Linked DNA regions of Callithrix jacchus: region 1 is linked to region 2. Evidence: chromatin contacts called from public Hi-C data. All regions are on one chromosome and are shown on one strand. The core of a region is the stretch at or near the end of the contact, and the rest is flanking DNA. Distances in the headings are between cores, read along the strand shown. Region 1 has its middle 5.7 kb from the start of TMEM236. Region 2 holds the start of HACD1 (3-hydroxyacyl-CoA dehydratase 1).

Evidence for each region. A called contact is a pair of places that touch in the nucleus more often than the background predicts.
Region 1: a Hi-C map of skeletal muscle shows a contact between it and region 2, with 5 times the contacts expected there. The contact joins the enhancer-like site here to the promoter of HACD1 in region 2. A contact is called at or near these places in 2 of 3 Hi-C or Micro-C datasets (both in skeletal muscle).

The regions. Positions count from the first base shown.
Region 1 is chr7:18,555,548-18,558,247 of calJac240_pri, forward strand. No RefSeq gene overlaps it. Among named protein-coding and RNA genes, the nearest start is that of TMEM236, 5.7 kb to the right of the region's middle. Within about 2 kb of position 1,259, at least 5 of the 16 cell types and tissues checked have an H3K27ac peak or open chromatin away from gene starts, as enhancers often do. A contact at or near this core is called in skeletal muscle, where this site is marked.
Region 2 is chr7:18,448,059-18,450,758 of calJac240_pri, forward strand. It overlaps HACD1 (3-hydroxyacyl-CoA dehydratase 1), which reads right to left and starts at 1,368. Exons shown (of 7, transcript XM_008999996.5): 1 at 1,166-1,368. The coding sequence starts at 1,254.

The DNA of each region.
Region 1 (2,700 bases), core at 9-2,508, 110 kb after region 2:
TCTGGGATACCAAAAGGCTAACTTGTTTTAGTCCCTTGAGAAATAAAATTTGAGAATTGTTGCAAACAATGAAGTGACTTACTTTTTTCCGTTAATATTGTTTTAAAAAAATTTTTTAGTTCATTTATACATTACTATACACACAATTTGTATGAAGACTACACAGTGGAGTGAGAAATCTTAATTCACTTTCTCTTTTAAGATCTGGGAAATTTTAATGGAATGACATTTTGAGGGAGTGTAATTATTTTTCTAAGTGAGGATTTCCTAAACATTTTAATTTCAAGAACAGCGTCACCAGTTATAAAAAGAGCTACAAAAATGAATACGCTGTCGTCTTTGCTCTTCCAAAGCGGCTGATCTGACAGCCAGACAGATGAAATGACAGTTTTTCCTATTGTATGTATTTAGCATAATCTGGACTGTGATAAAAATTGGTCAAGGGGGCTTATGTCAAATAGTAACATCATCTCACTAAATTCACTCCAAGTGATTTATTTGCTCACGCCTGCGTACGATGATCAGCAACTCTGCAGAAATTTTAAATAAACAGTAAATCAGGCCCAGGAACATACTTTCACTTCTTCCCTAGGCTAATGCACATTCAGCTCGATCCCAAGAGCAGTTTCACTGCCACTAGCTCCTGTGTTTTTGCACATCATAAAATCATAGGAAACAAACCACGGATATGCTAGAACATTCCTGGCAGTTTGTACATTGTGTTTCACAGACCCTATGCTGAAAACAATGTAACAAACCTTGAGATTACAAATGATCTTACTAACAATTTTAGAGACTCGATTTTTGACTTCCTGCCTGCAGGAAGGAAATGACAGTTGGAAGTGTGGAGAACAGGTGTTCCCCTGAACAGAATGATATCTTCTGCTTACTAAAATAAAAAACACTGCATCAACACTCCTACACGGAAGTGAACTCTAACCACAGGACTCAGTCTTTTCACCACGGATCCAGCTTCAGAAACCCAAATCTGTTTCCTAGCAGGAAGTTGTTAAACCCAGCATTAAAGAGCAGCAAACTAAGGCGCAGAGTTCCTCGAATCAGTACTGGGTTAATCCAAGTAAAGAATTTGGGTGGATTGAAAATGTCCCCTTCCATGTCTTTCCAGTTACCGCAGTGCAATTGCATGGCAGATTCAACAGAGGACTTAGAAGGGCAGGAATCAGGATTGGAGGATTGGAGTAAACGGGCCCCAGCTGGTAGGTGATCTTAAACCTTCTTTCATCTCCCGTTGTCTTTGTCTCCAAGTCAGAGGCCTGGGATTATTTCCTCCCGGTAGCTTGGTGTTGGCATAATAACGTTCTTATTCTTTGCCAAGCTGCTAGTTGCTCTGTCCCTCATGAAGGAACCTTCACTGCCTCCTAAACCTTTCTGTAACATTCAGTCAAATGACACCTTAAAAGGGCTGAAGACAGTCAGGTGCGGTGGCTCACGCCTGTAATCCAGCCCTTTGGAAGGCTGAGGTGGGTGGATCATGAGGTCAGGAGTTCAAGACCAGGCTGGCCAAGATGGTGAAACCCTGTCTCCACTGAAAACTACGAAAATTAGCCAGGTGCGGTGGCAGGTGCCTGTAAGCCCAGCTACTCGGGAGGCTGAGGTAGGAGAATTGCTGGAAGCCAGGTGGCAGAGATTGGAGTGAGCCCAGATTACAGCACTGCACTCTAGCTTGGGGAACAGAGTGAGACTCTGTCTCAGAAACAAGGGCTGAAGACTCTGACATGATTGAAGGCTATGCCTTGGACCAGGCAAACACCAGACGGTCCTCGCCAGTCTCCTTCATTCATGCTGCAAACCCGTTAGGACATGTGTACTTTTTGTGGACCCACAGATTGGAGGAGGCTGGGGAAATGTTGCAGCCTTCACATCTACGAAGCCTTGGTGAATGCTTGGAAAGGGTCCTAGTCTTTTTCAACAGGCATACTGAGATGAGTCAGTTCTGCAGTCCACAGGGACTTTGTCTTTTTTACCTTGAGAACCCAAGGAGCCATTCTATGAAGAAAAGAGATCTGGTAGCTTTATTTGGAGCCCATGCCTTGCGAGGGTAAGGAGGACCGAGCGAGGCAACGGAAGCCTGTAGACTGAGGGAACAGATTGAACTGAGAGTGATAGAACGTGATTCCTCCTTTGGAAATGTCAGCATGGGAGGCAGCATTCCCTTGGAATAAAAAGAGTTAACCATGATCAAATCCCTGCACATTCTCTTTTCTGCATACTTCTCTCTTTTTTTCTTCTCTGCCTAATTCTTGTTTCTTAAAAAAATGTTTTTCTTATTTTTATTCCTAACTCACCGCTTCGCTCCCTTTTTGAGTGGGGAAAAGGACAGGGTCTTACCCTGTTGCCCAGGTTTGGAGTGCAGTGGCGCAATCATGTCTCAACCCCCTGGGCTCAAGCGAGCCTCCCTTTTCAGCCTCCCAAGCAGCTGGGACTACAGGTGTGCACCACCATGCTCAGATAATTTTTGTATTTTTCACAGAGACGGGGTTTCGCCATGTTGCCCAGGTTGGTCTTGAATTCCTGGGCTCAAGCGATCCACCCACCTCAACCTCGCAAAATTGTGGGATTACAGGCATGAGCCACTGTGCCTGGCTGTCTCTACATCTCTTATACTTCATTTACGCATTTCTTCCTTCCAGGAATATGTATTAGGGGACTGTTGTGTGCTAAGCACTGCACTGAGAAACG
Region 2 (2,700 bases), core at 118-2,617:
GGGTATCAGCCACGGAATCTGAGGCCATAAAGATGCTGGGCAAGAGCTCCAGGCTCGGATAAGGGGGGTGGTTATTTCAAAATCGTCCCAAGTGACAAGCTCTAGGACGTGCTATGCTTTAAAAAAAATAGTAATAAGTCGCCGTGAAATTAGCAAGAGAGAAAACTCTGCCCAGCGATCGCAGCAGGAGGCTCCGCGCTCTCCAGACCACGGCGTGGCCAGGCCCGGCGTTCCTTCAACGGCAGCAGATGCAGCGGCGCCCCGGCCGCAGGCGCCTCCCTCGCGGTCCGGCCCCGCATTCCTGCCAGGGTCTATACTTAACCTCCGGCCCGCGCCCCGCAGTGCACCGTATTAGGCAATGCCCGGCGCGCAGGGCCCGGCCCCCCCCCCGCCCGCTCCATTCAACCCCGGCGGTGGCCGTGGCGACAACTCCCCTCCCCCACGGCCGCCGCCCGCGCCCCCGCCACCCCGGCCAGCTCCCCCCGAGCCTGGAACCTCCGCGGACCGCGGCGCGGGGAGGGCCCGAGGGCGCCCCGCGGCGCGCGTACCCCGCAGTCATGGCGATGTTGTAGAAGGTGAGCCAGGTGGTGGCCAACCAGCCCAGGCGCCTCCGCTTTCCGGGGGCCTCCCGGTCCTCGCCGGCCTCCGAGGTGCCGCCGTTGGTGCCGTCCTCGTCGCTGGACGCCATGGTGGCCGCGCACCCGGGGGACGTGGGAGAGAGCGGCAGGAGCGTGGGAGGGGGCCCTGCCCAGCGCGCAGCCTGAGCGCCGCTGCCCGCTTCCGCCGCCTCAGTCAGGCGCCCCATGTGCCGCGCGCTGGGGGCTCGGCACCGACAGCCCGGCCGACCGCGAGGGGGAGGAGTGGACGCCCCCGGCCACTGCCTGCCTGCCCCGCCCCTGCCCTTGACCCCGCCCAGGCCGCCGTCAGCCCCGCCCCTTGAGAACGCGCCACTCGGGGGCTAGAACCCACGGCCCCGGCACTGGGGATCCGGGACCCGCGAGCCCAGCTTTCCAGGCGGCGCTATCGTTCCGGCTCCCGTGAAAAGTGAACCCTCCTTCCTCGCTAGCTGAGTGGGAGGGCCTCTGCCTAGAGAGGCGCCCAGACGCCTTGCGCCCTGGCGATGTGTTCCCTTCGAGTGCATCTAGTGGGGACGCAGGGAACGCACCTGAACTTGGCGTGGCTCTGCCTCGCTTGGCCTTTTGTAAGGCGGTTTGTCGATGTGTAGGCAGGGAGCGGGATCTTCTCGCCAAACATTCATTCTTTTCTTGTCTCTTTTCTTTCTTTTTTATTTTTCCTTCCTTTTTTTTTCCTTTCCTTTTTAGAGACAGGGTCTCTGTCTCCTAGGCTGGAGGGCAGTGAAGCGATCACAACTCACTGCAATTTCCTGTGCTAAAGCGATCCTCCCACCTCCGCCTCCCAAAGTGCGGGGAATACAAGCGAGAGCCACAGCGCTGGGCCAAACATTCATTCTTAAGAGCTTCTGGGAAGAAACGCCCATTTCGCCCTGTTTCCCTTTTACCAGCCAGTCCAACAGGTAGAAGGGGATTACAGTGAGAAGACCATCGCACTTGTGTGATTTCTTTCTCTTTTTAAGTTAAGACAGAGTTTGGAGTGCAGTGGCGCGATCTCGGTTCACTGCAACCTCTGCCTTTCGAGTTCAAGAGATTCTCCTGCCTCAGCCTCCCAAGTAGTTGGAACTACAGTCATGCACAACCACGCCCGGCTAATTTTTGTATTTTTAGTGGAGACAGTTTCACCATGTTTGCCAGGCTGGTCTCGAACTTCTGGCCTTAAGTAGTGACCACCTGCCTTGGCTGCCTAAAGTACTGGGATTACAGGCGTGAGCCACCACACCTGGCCCTACTTGTGTGTGTGTGTGTGTGTGTGTGTGTGTGTGTGTGTGTGTGTATCTACCAAGTCCACCGATTGAAAGGGTAATGTTGTCAATTCAGCGCAGAAGGTTGGTTGTCTTAGGGGAGCTGGAGAAAAAAAGGACATGACAAGCAAAGGGTAGCAAACAAGAAACGTTTGTACAGATACAGGCAACCTAGCCACTGGGCCAACAGAACTCTTTCCAGGCAAAGAAGATAGAATTCCACTGTTTTCTACTTTCTCTCCTGTCAATGCTCATGCTTTCCCCTCTTAACACTTTACTCTGTCCCCTTAAAGCATGCAGTTAAGAAGACAGGCACTGGAGTCAATTACTGAAATCCAAACCCCAAATTCCTGACTCCTCCCGTCTTATTAGCTGTATGGACTTGGGCAACTAACCTCTCCATGCCTCAGTTTTCTTAGTGGAAATGATTTTTTTTTTAAGTGAGCCAAAATTCCACTATAGCCTGGGGACAGAGCAGTAAATACTGAAATGCAGAATGACTTAGTAACATCGTAAGTGTATGTCTAACTTTTTAAGAAACCACACTGTTTTCTAATTTTTTAAAGAGATTTAAAATTTTTTCATGATTTCTTTCATGGGGTAGATGACCTGGATAATCCATTCAAAACCTAGTAATTAAAGAAAGCAATTAATTCACCACAAAATTCAGCAACAGGCTGGGTGTGGTGCCTCATGCCTATAATCCCAGCACTTTGGGAGGCTAAGGAGGCCTTGAGGTCAGGAGTTCAAGGCCTGGATAATCCATTCAAGGAAGTTCACTTAGTCCAACTTAATGAAACCTATATCCTTTGTGTACTGATGGA